2 separate regions of the Mus musculus genome follow, and region 2 is linked to region 1. A link is a contact called in public promoter capture Hi-C data. All regions are on one chromosome and are shown on one strand. Each heading gives the region's core, a stretch centred on a gene start, on an enhancer-like site or on the middle of the called end of the contact. The rest is flanking DNA. Distances are from core to core; before and after follow the strand shown. Region 1 overlaps Stim1 (stromal interaction molecule 1). Region 2 overlaps Stim1 (stromal interaction molecule 1).

Region 1 (4,722 bases), core at 937-3,436:
CAAGCCAAAGTTCTCACATATAATTTTTTACACTGGTTTCTTCCACTCAGCACAATGTTGCTAAGATTTATCTGTTGTGTACAACAGACTTCATTTTTTAATGGGAGACATCCAAGTACTTAGGAGGCTGAGGCAAGAGGATCACAAGTTTGAGGCCAGCTTGGGTTAGTGACTTCCATGTCAGTGAGTTTGAATTAAAAGTGGCCAGCACCACCCATGCTAACCCCTGTAATGCCTTTCCCACCCCTTGAGACACAGGAGGCTAAGCTCCTCCCAACAGAGAGAACAAAAAGTCCAAGAACAGGACCACAAAATCCACCAATTCCCTAGCCACCCTGGAAAGCTCCCACCCACCCACCCATCTACCCACCTAGAAACCTTATATAAAGCCTGCCTTGGGGCCAAAGAAATCACTCAGTGGTTAAGAGTATTGTCTGTTCTTCAAAAAGGACCTGAGTTCAATTCCCAGCACCCACATAACAGTTCACAATAGTCTGCAACTCCAGTTTCAGGGGATCGGATATCCTCATTCACACATACAAGCAGGCAGAATACCAAAGTACATAAAATAAAAATGAATAAATCATTTTTTAAAAATCTGCTTCCCAGCCGGGCGTGGTAACACATGCCTTTAATCCCAGCACTGGGGAGGCAGAGGCAGGTGGATTTCTGAGTTCGAGGCCAGCCTGGTGTACAAAGTGAGCTCCAGGACAGCCGGGGCTATACAGAGAAACCCTGTCTCGAAAAAACCAAAAAAAAAAAAAAAAAAAAAAAAAAAAAAATCTGCTTCCCGCTTAGTTCTTTGCTGCTTCTCTCCCAAGCATAAGCAGTCACCCACTGGTGTCTTTCTCAGTAAATCTCCTAGGATACATAAAACTCCATCTGGGTGGGGAGGGGGAAACCACAGAGGTCCCAATAAGATGGCTCAGAGGTCACATCTGCTAGCCTGAGTTCAACAGCTTAGACTCATATAGGAAGAAAAGGGAGAACCAAGTCCTGAAAACTGTCCTCTGACTTCCACATACATATCCTAAGTAGACATACATGTGCACACACACACACACACACACACACACACGTATAACCAGAACATTTTTTTTTTAAAGAGTCTAGTCTAACTAAAGTAAGATAGTATTTTTAGAGTTCACCTCAGACTATCAGGATAATCTAACATTAAGCAAATCCTTTGCCTATAGATAGTTTCATTACCAGCTCAGGAGTTCCCATACTGCTAGCTTAGAAAAACCCTTGACTTACTAAGAAACCATTCCTGCCTGGCAATGGTGGTTCACGCCTGTAATTCAAGGACTGTGGAGCCAGGGCAGGAGGACTTTTGAGTTTGAGGTCAGCCTAGGCTACATAATCAGTACCAGGCATACCCAAGCTTCAGAGCAGAAGCCTGTTCGTATCTCAACAAAACACACAAAATGAGTTGCGGAATGTGGCTCAGAGGCAGAGCAATTACCTAGCATTCATAAGGCCAAAACATCAAAAAATTTTAAAACTTAGCACTGAGGTAAACCTTCCAGTCCTTTTGGTTATCTGAAAAACTTACCAGTGTGAGGCAGAACAAAGTGGGCTTTGGGAGAAGGTGGACTAGAGATTAAGCCTAGTACTTCATGCATGCTAGCAAACTACCACTGTGATAGAGATCCCAAGCTCTTTTACTAATTTTCACTCACTTGTTACCCAGACTAGCTCTAAACTCTGTAAGCCCAGGCAGGCCTTGAACTTGCTTCCTTCCTCAGCTTTCCAAGTATCTGGGATCCCAGGCTTGTGACACCACACCTGGCTTAAATGAGGTTTTGATAGTAGATCCTTCCAGACTTCCTGGGTAATCTGCAGTATGCTTAGCTAGGTCACAAAAGTCTGAGGTCGCTGGCAACCAGTGCAACAGGAATTTTTCTACACCATTTACCATCCATTACCTCAGCTCTGCTATAGCTACCTAACTTTCTAGCTAGATCCTGAACGCCACTGTCTCACACATGTTTAGACAAATGAAGCACACACAGTTTTACTAGTTTGTCACTCTAGGTCTCAAGATGACAAGTGACCATGAAACTGCACAATAGTGGACCTCTAACCTCTAACCACAGAGACCTGAGGCTACAGTGAGAAGAGGGCAGCCCAGGCAAGGCAGACGCTGTGCTGAAAAAGAACATCATCTCACCACTGGGGTGAGAAAGTGGCTGACAGCGTTTGTGTTATTTTAGAACAGTTTGTGCTGATGAGATTTTTGTTGTGGTAACATTCCTCTAGGATTCCTCTAAGAGAACATTTTCTTCCTTTCCTCTTTGACAAAGCAACTCAACAGAATGTGAAAAAAGGAGGAGTGTTGACAAAGATATTCAGAAATGTGCTTGTATTATATCAACATTATTTTTTGAGACAGGATCTCACTCTTTAGACCAGGCTGGCCTCAAATTCACAGAGATCCTCCTGCTTCTGCCTCCCACGTGCTGTTACATTACTTTTCAAAAAATAAAAAAAGATTTGCTTATTTTATGTGTTTTCCCTGGGTTGTACCTGTGGCAGTCAAGAGGGTGTTGGATCCCCTGGAACGAGAGTTAGAGACAGTTGTAAGCCCCCACGTTGATACTTAGAGCCAAACCCTGGTCGTCTGTAAGAGCAACAAGCGCTCTTAACCTCTAACCCTCTCTCCAGCCCTTCCGACATCACTTTCTCGCTCGCTGAGCTCCTCATTCTCCAGTCTCCGGGCAATGCTAGAAAAATAATCAGGATATTTCTAGACCTCTTTCCTAACAGGAACATGGTCCCTTGAAGGCTAGTAATATTTCTAGATAAGACTAAAAATTTAAATACCTTGCCCATAGTTGTTGGGCCTGTTTAGCTTCTAATTACCAGACTCAATAAATACAGAACATCTGGGGCCCCATGTTCCTTGCTAGTTTTTAGTTCAGCGATTGGTTCCTTAGTTTAAGCAACCCGCTCCACTGTGCTTCTCACCACAGCTCTACTTGCATCACGCTGGCTCTGCAGCTCAGGTGCCCCGACCACTTCTAGTCCTATTCAAATTCTGCCTTTAGTCACCCTTCAAGTCCTTACACATTGTTGATCTTTACAGAAGAATCCCTCTACCAGCCAATTAGCAGAATGCTGTTTTCTACTTGCCCTGTCTTCAATGACAGAGGAGTTAATATTTTATGATCTCCTCTATAACAAAATATCTCTAACTATTAAGCAATTATTTATCCCAGAAAAATAAACCCGGCTTTTAATTGGCCCTGTTCTACATTTAAAATAAAGGAAACAATACAATACATAACAGCATGGGCTTTGAAATCAGATAGAGGCCCAAATCTAGTATGTATCTTTAAGTAAATGTTTAAACTTTCTAGCATCTCAGTTCCCTAATAATAAAACCAATTTCCAAAGACTGTTAAGAAAATTACAGTAACTATGTAAAGAGCTTATTGCTGTCTCACGTAGAGTAAAAGATCAATCAATGACAACTAGTTCCACAGTTTTCATTATCATTTGCTTTAGAGAAGGTCTAATGTAGCCGTAGCCTTGGCAGACTCGACTTGAACTCCTGATCCTCTTTCCTCCACATCCAGAGTGCTGGATGTGAACAGGACTAGGTATGTGCAGGGCTGAACCACAATGCTCAGCCAATTTGTCACTTTCAAAATCTGACTTCTCAACTCCTTCTGTATTTGAAGTCAAATATATTACTTCAATGTCAGGGGTTTAATGTGATAATTGACCAGTCTCATCCCTGAGAAATGAGTAGGTCACCAAAGCTCAGACTTATCAATGGATTATTGTTCTGGTAGATTAATAATATAGTTGTAGGAAATACAGTGGTGTGTATGGGTATAACCTAAGAAGATATATCTTGTTCTAAGACCGTTCTGTTCTCTCTGTTTTCTAATTGCCATGATGTGGGGACCTCGGTTCTGTCATGTGCTCCTTAAAATGATTAGTCTACCTAACTACATGCCCGGAAACAATTCTCAAGCAGTGAGCTACAATAAACCCTTCCTTCTTTCAGTTAGTTTTCTCAGCTATTTTGTCACAACAACCAGAAACCAGTTGCTTCTTTTCCAGACTCCAGTTTCTTTACTGTAGTGAGAAAAGAATGTATCTCTTAATCTGTCTTTTTACTACCCTGCCTCCATACCTAGCACAGTGAAGGACACAAACAGACATGTAATATTAGTGAACGGTTAGATGCTATTCATTAATGTTTACAGTCTTTATCATCCATAACACGCCTCTCTGGACATTCTCTTGCTGTCCTAAATCATTCTGATGATGTGACATCCAAAATTGGACACAAAACTCAAAGGTAGACTATTTACAAAAAGAAGAGACTAGGCTTCTCTGTCCTAATGTACACTATGTGACTATTGAATATTTAGCATGGCCTTCAACAAACTGCTACCACTCCACTGTGCTTCTTGCCACAGCTATACACAGCTATCAGTTTGTGTTGAGCTTGAAATAAGAAACCTTCACATCTTTCCTACGTGATGATCTTTTACTCTGGGCTCTGCTGACCTGGAACTATAGTGATGCCAAAGGTACAACAGTAAAGCAGCTCTTTTTAAGAGTTTTCTTTCTCTACTCTTATTACCTGGCTTCTGTAAACTATTCCTTTAAAGATAGACTGACCATCCTGAGATTTGCTTCTTCCTCCCAAATAAGAATATAAAACCCCAAAAGGTGGGCTCTGCATATGTTGTCGATTAAAAT
Region 2 (4,722 bases), core at 1,363-3,862, 69 kb before region 1:
AGCAAGGTTGAGGGTCAGGGGATGAGTAGCTCGGGGCTAAAGAAGCTTTTCCCTAACCCGGAGAGCATGGGAGCATTGGATCAAGAAGTTAGGGCCCGGATTTGCCTACTAGTGATCCAAACCTTGGTAGGCCTTTGACTAAAGACCTAGCAAGCTATCAGATCAAGCAAGGCATGGTGGCACACACCTTTAATTTCAGCATTTGGGAGGCAGGGGCAGGTAGATCTCTATGAGTTTGAGGCCAGCATGGTTTACATAGAGTTCTGGCCAGCCAGGGCTAAAGAGAGAGTTAGGCCAGCCAGTAACAGTGAAATCCTGTCTCAAAAAAACAAAAACAAAACAAAAAAGATATCAGATCAAGACAAAGAGGCTCAGCCAGGGGCAAAGTACTACTGAAAAAATGTACGTTGTCCTGCATGTCTATAATTCTACTACTTGGTAGGGTGGGAAGTAGGAGAATTGTCACAAGTTCAAGGTTAGCCTGGCTTTACAGCAAGTTCCAGACTCAGCTCATTAAAAAGGACATTTACAAATAAACTTTTGTCTGAATTATGAATTCAGCCGGATTAAAGAACCTGGCCTTCAGGGCAGGCAGGGGAATGAGACCCTAAACCAGACCTGCAAGCCCCTGCACTGGTAAGGTATGGGCTCAGGGTAACACCTTTGCCACAGGTATGCCTAATTTATTTAGCTGCGTGGACCAGAAGGGAATCGCTAAAGCATTCCCACAGACTGCTGTCCCTTTAGCTCTGTTTTATAATGTTCTCATCACCTTTGGGGAAAATAAAAAAGAACCAGGTCAATGGATGGGAGTAGGGGAGCCCAAGTCCAGTGGACAGACAGACATACTTGTAAGGAGTTCTCTCCTGAGCAAGGATGCCTCCCAGCTCAGAGGCTTTAGGGATGGAACACTTTAAAGGGCTGCTACTATATGGGCTTCTCACGCAGAAAGGCAAGGGAAAGAGACATCATTCTATTCACCTGCTTTAGTAATTAGGAACAAGAAACATAAAGTGAAAATAAATAAACACAAATAGTTCAAATGAATATTCTGTTATACTATAAATAAAAAGTTTCTAAAGATTATTTTTTAATAAAGGTAGATAGCATGGGTAGAAAAAAGGAGGACTAAACAGAAAAACAGAGTAAAGAAAGAGACACACAGATACAGGACAGAGAAGGCATAGAGCAAGGAGAAACCACCAAAAGGACAGCTGTAAAGAAATATCTTAATGAGAATTGTTTTATTAACCAATGAAGGAGCTACATCTTTCCTAGTTATCTTCCCCAACTGCTGTTTAAGCACAGCAGAGGCGATAGGCATCTCATCTTGCCCACCAAAGGCTGCCCCTTGCTCACCCCTACAAAGAGGTCACCTACACTGCATGGACAAGGGCGACACAATCTCCTCATCCATGTCATCCACATCGTCAGTCATGATGAAGTGGGCGGGGTTAGGGCGGGTGCTGCCCATCCAGCTGGGGTCGATGTTGAGAGCAGCCACCAAGGAGTGGATGCCGGGGTTATTGACAATCTGGAAACCGCAGAGGATCTCGATCTGCTGCCACCGGTGCAGGCGCTCCCTCAGTGCCGCTGTCACCTCACTCAGAGCTTGCCTAAAGTCAGAAGAAAGAACTGCAGGTGTGGACCGTGTGGAAACCCCAATAAGAACAAGATCTCTTTTGAGAGGAACAAACTGGGGTAGGTGCATGTATGAATAAAAACCACAATAAATCATAAACTTAAGAGCAAAGTGGAAGCTGGATCAGAGCTTGTGTAGGAGACCAGAGCTGTCATGCTATTGTGAGGAGATGGGACTGGGGTTAGAGGCCTCACGTAACCTCAGTCTCTAAGGATGGCATTAGCATTGCTGGAGCTGGTAACTGGTGCTACTTACTTAGCAGTTAGGATTTTATGATCCACATCATCCAGGGAAGAGCTGTGGGCCACATGGAAGGTACCAAAAAGCGTGTTTCTCTTCTTTTTTATTTTCTCAGCCTGCCAAGAGGAAGCCCCCAATATAAAGAGAGTATGGGTTCATGGTTGGAAGAAATGAGGCCTTCCCATGGCTGGGTCCTCCTCATAAGTTGTGTTAACTTAAGCTTCACAGGAGAAGGAAGAGAAAGAGGAAAGGAGCAGAGTGAGAAGTAAAGCAAGGGAGGAAGTGGGCGGACCTCAGGAACCTGCTGAGATGCACAAGTAAAAGGTTCCAGCCTTAGTCACGCCCCAGAAGGACCTCTGTTCCCTTGGCAGCCTTTTCCGGAAGGGAAGCTGAAATGGCTTTCCGTCTACCCCTCCTCCTTGCTTTATTATCCCCAGAAGACAGGGCAGAGTACCCCTATACCCTCAGGTTCTCCTCCAAAAACTTCAGTACATTACTAAGCAGTGTACATTAGAAAAAGAAACAGAATCCACGGCCCATTCATCTCTTCACTCAAAGGGAGGGACAGGGTAAAGCAGAGACAGAGTGGGGGGGGGGGAGGGGCAGGGGCATAGAAAGAAGAGGGCAGGGAGGAGAGAAGAGGGCAAAGGAAGCCCTCAGGAGAGCAGGCCTCACCCCCTCCTTGGCCACCAGCAGCTGCCTCTCTGCATTTTGCTTCTTGATGTTGTAGTACTGCACCTCCACCTCATGGGTCAGCTGCAGCCACTTCTGCAGGGCCTCAGGAGCATACCATGAGCTGTGTGATTCCAGCTCCTTCTCTGCTTTCCTCAAGGCCTCCCGAACCTATGAGGGCATGAGAATGTGAGTCTGTTTGTTAGCATTAACATCCTCCCTAACACCTCTGTGCAATGCCTTACAACTCTGAGTCCATACCTGCTTTACAATTCTTGCACTAGGAAGAAATGACAAAGCCTCTTCTCTGAATTTCACATACAGGGAAGTAAGCACAGAGAAGAACAGCAGCCTACTTAAGAGCACACTGTGGATAGTGCCAAGCAGAATGCAGTCTCCAGAACCCTGCTATCACATTAGCTTATTCTCCTGGTCAAACAGCCAGTCTCAGACAGCTTTCCTGGTCTCTTCAGAAATATATGTGCTACTGAATAGCCTTATTGTAAATGGGCCTCAAGACATCACAGTGTGGGCTAGAGGATGCTCAGTTCAGAGCACGGGCTGCTCTTCCAGAGAACCTAGCTCAGTGCCCAGCACCCACACGGCAGCTCACAACCATCTCTAACAACAACTCCAGGGACTCTAACACCTTCTTCTAATCTCCTTGAGCACCAGGCACACATGGGGTATACAGGCAGAGATCAAGCCAAATACCCATATCTATTTAAAAAAAAACATACTAAATTAAAAAAAAATCACAATATGGTAGCCACAGCACATGGTTGAAAACATAATTCTGGAGGATGCATAGGTGATCAGCAGCTAAGAGTGAATAGTGCTCTTGCAGAAGACCCAGGTTCAATTCCTAGCACCATACGAGGTAGCTCAGAACTGCCTGTAACTCCACATCCAAAGAAAGCCAATGCCTCCGGCCTCTGTTGGCACCTGCACACAGATGCACATGCCTCAGTTATGAAGCAGTTCACACCTTCTATAACTCTAGCTCCAAAGGGAGCAAATGCTTCCGGCCTCTGTAGGCACCTGCGCACACTTTCACACATCCCAGACCTCTGGGAGAGGAACCAGCGCTCTTAACTACTAACCCACCTCTATAATCCTAGCTTTAGGTTTTTTTAAGGAAAGGTTCCATGCAGCTCAGGGTGGCCTTGAATCTACTAAGTAGAAGTAGGTGGTCTTGAACTTCTGATCCTCCTGCCTCTACCTTCTCTGAGTTCTTAGATGTCAGGCATTAGCCCCTATGTCTGCCATTAATTGACTTTTTACCCTCTTTCTTTTACAACAGACTGAATATAAACACTAATAATGGAATGTAGGATGGCTGTGGTGGTACCCGATGATAATCCCAATCTTCAGGAGACAGAGGCAATAAGAGCTCACCAGTTCAAGGCCAGCCTAATCTATAAAGAAAGCTTGTAGCTGGGCAGTGGTGGCGCACACCTTTGATCCCAGCACTTGGGAGGCAGAGGCAGGCGAATTTCTGAGTTCCAGGCTAGCCTGGTCTACATCATGAGTTCCAGGACATCCAGGGCTATACAGAGAAACCCTGTCTCGAAAAACCAAAAGAAAAAAAAAAGAAAGAAAGAACGAAAAAAAAGAAAGAAAGCTTGTATTAGAAACAACAAAAAGAATAGAATGAGTTCCAGGACAGCAGGGCTACACAGAGAAATCCTGTCTTGGGAAAAAAAAACAAAAAAGAAAAATATTGGTTTTAGTTTAAAAATTTAGTTATTTTTTCATAAAATGTTTAGGCTGATTGGTAAGAGATTTAATATAGATTTTAATTAATAAATATTTAATGTTTTTTTCATTTTATTTTTCAGTCTATTATGTATTTTTATTAACTTGACCATCATATGAGTAACAAGCCACCACCTTACCGAACATAGATACTCATATATTTTGTTTTGGTTTTAAAGAAAGTGTCTCGTTTCAGATAGTCCTAGCTCATCTGGAACTCATGTCAGCTCTCCTACCTCGCCTTCCTGAGTGCTGCCACTACAGGAATGAGCTACAGTGCCTGGCTTTCATATGCTTTATATGTAAGAGCCATCTTAATTTCTTATAGGGTAAAAATCAACAGTACCATTCCCACAGAAGACCCTAGGTGAGGGCTGATTTACATTGCTGAGGAATAATCTACTAGGTCA

What was found. Capture Hi-C pulls out chosen DNA fragments and counts their contacts.
Region 2: a contact with region 1 is called in a promoter capture Hi-C map of adipose tissue. The contact joins two enhancer-like sites. A contact is called at or near these places in 5 of 484 Hi-C or Micro-C datasets (CD4 T cells, CD8 central memory T cells, Sertoli cells and 2 more), 1 of 115 datasets of contacts at active chromatin or transcription factors (CD8 T cells) and 2 of 9 other capture datasets (adipose tissue and embryonic stem cells).

Annotation. Positions count from the first base shown.
Region 1 is chr7:102,354,990-102,359,711 of GRCm38.p6, reverse strand. The region is part of intron 2 of Stim1 (stromal interaction molecule 1); the gene reads right to left. Among named protein-coding and RNA genes, the nearest start is that of Rrm1, 84 kb to the left of the region's middle. Within about 2 kb of position 2,186, at least 6 of the 459 cell types and tissues checked have an H3K27ac peak or open chromatin away from gene starts, as enhancers often do. A contact at or near this core is called in adipose tissue, where this site is marked.
Region 2 is chr7:102,423,976-102,428,697 of GRCm38.p6, reverse strand. Stim1 (stromal interaction molecule 1) reads right to left here. Exons shown (of 12, transcript NM_009287.5): 8 at 2,558-2,725; 9 at 1,898-1,998; 10 at 1,381-1,616. Among named protein-coding and RNA genes, the nearest start is that of Rrm1, 15 kb to the left of the region's middle. Within about 2 kb of position 2,612, at least 97 of the 459 cell types and tissues checked have an H3K27ac peak or open chromatin away from gene starts, as enhancers often do. A contact at or near this core is called in adipose tissue, where this site is marked.